2 separate regions of the Danio rerio genome follow, and region 1 is linked to region 2. A link is a contact called in public Micro-C data. All regions are on one chromosome and are shown on one strand. Each heading gives the region's core, a stretch centred on a gene start, on an enhancer-like site or on the middle of the called end of the contact. The rest is flanking DNA. Distances are from core to core; before and after follow the strand shown.

The links. A called contact is a pair of places that touch in the nucleus more often than the background predicts.
Region 1: a Micro-C map of caudal fin shows a contact between it and region 2, with 3 times the contacts expected there. The contact joins the promoter of gdi1 here to the promoter of ttpal in region 2. A contact is called at or near these places in 1 of 18 Hi-C or Micro-C datasets (caudal fin) and 1 of 4 datasets of contacts at active chromatin or transcription factors (embryo).

Annotation. Positions count from the first base shown.
Region 1 is chr23:29,020,298-29,023,303 of GRCz12tu, forward strand. It overlaps gdi1 (GDP dissociation inhibitor 1), which reads right to left and starts at 1,419. Exons shown (of 11, transcript NM_001020608.2): 1 at 1,145-1,419. The coding sequence starts at 1,189.
Region 2 is chr23:28,811,038-28,814,127 of GRCz12tu, forward strand. ttpal (tocopherol (alpha) transfer protein-like) reads left to right here and starts at 1,669. Exons shown (of 5, transcript NM_212590.2): 1 at 1,669-1,706; 2 at 2,400-2,844. The coding sequence starts at 2,403. It overlaps LOC141380497 (a long non-coding RNA gene), which reads right to left and starts at 1,623. Exons shown (of 5, transcript XR_012398553.1): 1 at 1,368-1,623. It overlaps LOC137489129 (a long non-coding RNA gene), which reads right to left. Exons shown (of 3, transcript XR_011008480.2): 3 at 1,910-3,090.

The sequences.
Region 1 (3,006 bases), core at 169-2,668, 210 kb after region 2:
CCCAACTAGTGATGGAAAGTCCGAGTCATTTTTGAGATTCGGTTCATTTGAACAGCTCTCTCTTTAAAGAAGCGTTCTACGCTTCATGATTCGTCTACGTCATTCTGACAACATAGCGTGGTCAATTTCATGCTCTTTAGAGTTATTAACAAGGCTGCTCCTTGTAATTTTCGGTTCTAGTTCTGCTTATTGCAGCCATGGAATAATAAATTAATAAATTATATCATAACTATGCTAAATTACACATTTGCAAAATGAGAGCTGAAAACAAATGCTTGTTAAAATATAATGTAGTCACGTTGTAAACGCATTTTTTCATGTGTTTAATTTCACATTTAAGTATTTATAAAATGTCTATCAGCTAAAGACGAGTCGGTGGGCGAATCCCCGCTCTGATTGAGTCACAAAAGATCCGACTCATGAATCGAACAACGCTACACCCAGCCCACATTACGAGCCGCAGCCCAGCTCAGCCGCTATCCATGAGGAAAATAAAGGAACATTTTGATGAAAACACTTCTAATTCTATTATTAAGCATGCTTATTTTAGGTATCTATCCAGTGTCAAATTCGAACATATGTTAAATTTGGCATTACAGAATATAAGAAAAGCAAAAATATACACTTAAAATCCAGAACAAACCGCATGACATAAAAGCCAACAATGAACTAACACCAGTTAAGCATAATGCATATTCGTCGCTGCTTTGGCATACCACAAAAGCCGAAACATCTGTAATAAACTAATGCATTTTCGCTATTTCGACGCTCGAGCAAACGGGATACCTGATGCCACTCCTTAGAACCAGACACTGAGGGGAGAATCAGTCATTACTTTTTAATAACCGCTTTCATGTCACTATAATGATGCAGCCTTAATGGCTTTGAATATTCGAGGGCAGATGAATTTGGGATGGATTGAGCTCGTTTACACGCAGAAATTGCTAGAAATGCTGCCTCACTTCACACACATATACAGTACTGGTCCAAAGGATGCGTCAGCAATAGGCCCTCGGGTTCAATCTATCGCAAAGCATCTATTCGTACGGTCACATCTCTATAACCAGCACATGCATGCGAGTTTTCGTGGACAAAATCTGCATCTGTTTCCAAGGCAAACGAGTGACCTGAATGCGTTACTCACTGTGAGTCCGGTGCCCAATACGATAACATCATATTCCTCATCCATGTTGTATTACAGTGGATCTCCCGTCTTTAGTCAAATTTCCGCTGCAAAAAAATACGCGAGCCGGTGTTGATACAACAAAATATTTATTCAGAACCAGTCAGCTGTCCTATCAGCGACTAAAGCAAACTCTCTGCAAACCGTTATCGCTCAAACAATTTGATACGTATCACAAATGATCACTGACTGTGGTGCGACCGGCGAGAACAACCAAAGATGGCCCTGACCGCGGCACGAGCTCCAGCGGTGCGGACACATGCGCCAAATAATATAGCGCGTTTCCCAAAACGAAAATGATCGAAGTTTTTATGAATGTCATTCACTGACAATTACTAAGTGGCCATAAAGGCAGATCCTTCAAAACTATTAACGATAATTTACATCCCGTGTAGTCTTAATGAATGTATTTGGATAACACTCGGTGGCACTTTCATTTCCCCATCCTACATCTGAATGGCACAGGGCGCAGTCACAGCACCAGATATCCCTCCGCCAGCGACACTGAATGAAGCCCCTATCATCAATAATGCGTGAATTAAAGTGATGATGATAAATGAGCGCTGTTTTAGTGCAGATTCTTGTTAAATGAATATTCTCGTCGTTGTAAGTAATAAAATAGGTTAAAATGAGTGATGTGTGATCATATGACTGACTGAGACTCTGTCAATATGTAGGCCCATAGCCCATTATATTGGTCCTGAATTGACTGTGTCCTACCATGTTTGTTGTTAGAGCACACACATATTTACAGTACACCAACACAAACATTCACTGCAAGCATTAGGATTTAATCTAGTTTTTACAAAATCTTCAGGGAAATCTACACCAGTTGTTGACAATGTTAAGTTTATTGTTTTTTACATTGTTTAAAGAAGTAAAGCAGCTTTTTTATTTGACAGACAGACATGGATGAATGGATGGATGGATAGATAGATAGATAGATAGATAGATAGATAGATAGATAGATAGATAGATAGATAGATAGATAGATAGATAGATAGATAGATAGATAGATAGATAAAAGAAAGAAAGAAAGAAAGAAAGAAAGAAAGAAAGAAAGAAAGAAAGAAAGAAAGAAAGAAAGAAAGAAAAAAAGAAAGAAAGAACCCCAAAATAACAGTGGCAGTGACTCGTGACCCCCACATTCCTGAGGTTGTTTTAAATATACAAATATTGTGCACACAACATAGGCCTATATAAACACGAGCATATTGACAACACATAAAAGAGCAACAATACAACAACTATATCATTTTATTGTCATTTATTAATTTATTAATTTAAATTAATATTAACCGCACCTAAAGAGACTCGTGGACACAATGTTTTCAGCACTAATCACTAGACACTCTCTGCGCTCATTCCCAATATTTACTTGTGGATTGTATTTATATTTAATGTAATTGATTTGCCAAAAAGGGAGCATGGTGGCGTAGTGGGTAGCACTGTCGCCTCACAGCAAGATGGTCACTGGTTCGAGCCTCGACTAGATCAGTTTGCATGTTCTCCTTGTGTTCGTGTGGGTTTCTTCTGGGTACTCCGTTTTCCCCCACAAGTCCAAAGACATGTGCTATAGGTCATTGAATAAACTAAATTGTCCGCAGTGTATGCATGTGAATGAATATGTATCAATGTTTCCCAATGATGGGTTGCAGCTGGAAGGGCATCCGCTGCAAAAGAACATACATTCATTCATTTTCTTTTCGGCTTTGTCCTTTTAATAATTCGCGATCACCACAGCGGAATGAACCACCAATTTATGCAGCGGGTGCCCTTCCAGTTGTAACCTCTTCCTGGGAAAAATCCACAAACACTCATTC
Region 2 (3,090 bases), core at 419-2,918:
CTGATAAGTAGCCCAAACTGCCTGTCAGCAAATATAGATTTGTACCTGTACATCTGCACACCCCGTTCAGGCAGACAGATCCCCCGTTTGCGCGTTCATGCACTTTCAGGTGCACTCGAGAAAGTGACAGCGTTAAAAACAAATGCTGAATCAAAGCTTTTTAAAACCTGAATCAATATTGGAGTTACTTTTGCACGCTGAAGGAGGGATGACACCATGGCTGAGGTATTTCTGTTAGACAGGTAATGTTCTGTTTTAAAAGTAATTTAGTCACGCAAAGCTGATGTAGATGGTGTTGTTTTACAAATGGGTTATATGCCCAGAAGTGTTGTTCAGCCCCTGAAATCTTCCGGCAAAAGATTGATGTGACTATTTTCAATTTATAAGGGATCTTTTAAAGTATCAATAATGTCGATTTTTGTTTTATTTAACAACAAAACATTAGTAAATAGCACTATTCCGCCTAGCTTTACTAAAGTAAAGTTGGTTTTATATTCACATAACATTAATTCATTTTTGAACAATGACAACCTATGATGCGGCGTCTATATTGTTTACCATGCTACTTTGAATATTCGGTCTGAAATAGCATGTACAGTAAGTATGGCTTAGTAATAAGTGTAATTCCTGCACCCGGCAGGCCAAAGAATGGCCACTTTAGGACAAAGCGGCATCCTTGCATGCATAAATATTGCACATTATGACAAGTTTTGCTACAGTAGCTACACAATTGAAAATGTGCTAGATATAATGCAGTTTTTCATTCGAAATTGTAGTATTATAACATACTGTAAAGTCTTCTAACTGGCGAATGACATGATCAAGTGGGTTGTCTACTTTCATCTTTACGGTGCACATTCGTGACTTCAGGAGGTGTGCCTTTTACTGTCGCCTCACAGCAAAAAGGTTGCTGGTTCGATTGCTGGCTGGATCAGTTGCCATTTCTGTGTGGAGTTTGCATGGTCTGTTGGCGTGTGTTTCCTCCGGGTGCCCCAGTTTACCCCGAAGCAAATAATGGATGCACTATAGGTGAATTTAATCAACTAAATTGGCCATAGTGTGTGAATGAGTGTTCCCCATCCGCCGTGTAAAACATATGCTGGATAAGTTGGTGGTTCATTCCGCTAAGGCAACCCCTGATGAATAAAGGGACTAAGCCGAAGGAAAATTAATGAATGAATAATAATGTACTGCTTTGTTTGTCTACAGATTATCTGTTCAGTTTCAGATTATCTGTTTAGTTTCACATCCCAAATATTGTCTTATAATTAAACATGAATAAATTTGGTTATTTTTTTGAAAATAAAAAAGTTTCTATTTTGTTACCTAGCCTGAAAATTTGATGAAATTCTACCCAAGCCTCTTACCTGCAACACGTTTGAGCCTGCCCCGAAGGCTCTGATTGCTGAGCACAGACACAGACACTCAAACTCACACCGTTGGTTAAGGCAATGTTGCTATATCGGTAAGCACAAATATTGTAATAAAGGCGCATAGATGGTTTACATTTTGAGCTGAACCAGACTTCTAATGCATCAATTAAAAGTAAGATGGGATATTTTCATTTTTTACCATCGACAAATTACTCACGTCAGAAGAGCACGCCGAATAAACGCCACTTGCGTCATACACCACATGACACAGAATGACCAATGCTCGATTGGCTTCATCCTGTACACGGAACTGATTGCGGATTTCTTTGGCAGGTTGGTCATGTTTACATTTCTGTTCTGTTTTGAGTGAAAATCATCACATCTTAATCGTGCAATAAGTGAAACAGCTTAATAGGATTACGCCTGGCTTTCATATGTAAATTTGCAGTGCTTATTGAACACCATAGCTGCGCTGGGAAAACTCGCGGTAGCTATATGGGTCTGATGTATTTTAGTAAATAGAATACATCAGATTATCATTTAGTACATTAACATAGTACAAATTATGTTTTGTGCATATGATAGTGCTGTTGTTAGGGTATAGAAGTTCAACAACAGTCATTCCCTTAAGAAATAACTTGATATAACTTACTCAAAATTTAAATATGAGGAAGCTTATATCTATAATTTTTTTCATTTCACGCCAGTTGTATATATTGAGATACAACAAGAAATAGAAAACTATGATATATTACATACCAAAACGTGTAGTGATATTTTTAAAGCTCAATCATGTGAAAAAGTGTACCCACCCACAGCAGATTACAACATTTACAAATTACAAATACAATGCAGTAAAAATGTAATTACATTTTTGTAAAACAAAAATAAAACATTTAAATATCATACAACCATGAATGACACCACATCTGTAGAATGACTAAAGCTAAGCTTGACAGCTTTGTCTATATAAAAACTTATCCATGACTGCACTATTTTTATTTCTTTCATATTTTCTATGTATAGCCCATGGCAGACCAAAATGGGCACATTGATCTTGGGCCTCCAAGGGACACAGCTGCAGGTTTAGGCTTCCCAGGTCCTCCTCCACCCATCTACACCTGCACTCTGACTCCTGAACTAGTAGCCAAGGCTCGGGAAGAGCTTCAGGAGAAGCCCGAATGGAGGCTGCGGGATGTCCAGGCATTACGGGATATGATACTGAAAGACCACCCTAATCTGAGGACCCGGTTAGATGATGCTTTTCTGCTGCGCTTCCTCAGGGCCAGGAAGTTTGATTATGACCGGGCCCTTCAGCTTCTCCTGAATTATCATGCCAGCCGGAGAGCCTGGCCTGAAGTGTTCCAGGACCTGAAGCCCTCCACAGTCAAGCACGTCCTAGACCTGGGCTTTCTCACTGTCCTGCCCAGGCCAGACCCTCAAGGACGCTACATACTGTGTTTACGACCAGGTATTGAATGAAATAAGCTAGATTTCTGCTTATAGAGTTGAGTTAACAAGATGTTTATCTGACATGAAAACTAAACATTGGGTTTGATTTATTAATAATAAAAAGTCTAATACACTTGTAAAGCCTGGTATAAGAAGTAAATGTAACAGCTTATTGGATCCTGGGTACTACAGGCTACAAAATATTGACAAAATATTTTTTGTCTGTTATGATCACTGTGTCACTTTGTCAAATTATTATTTTTGC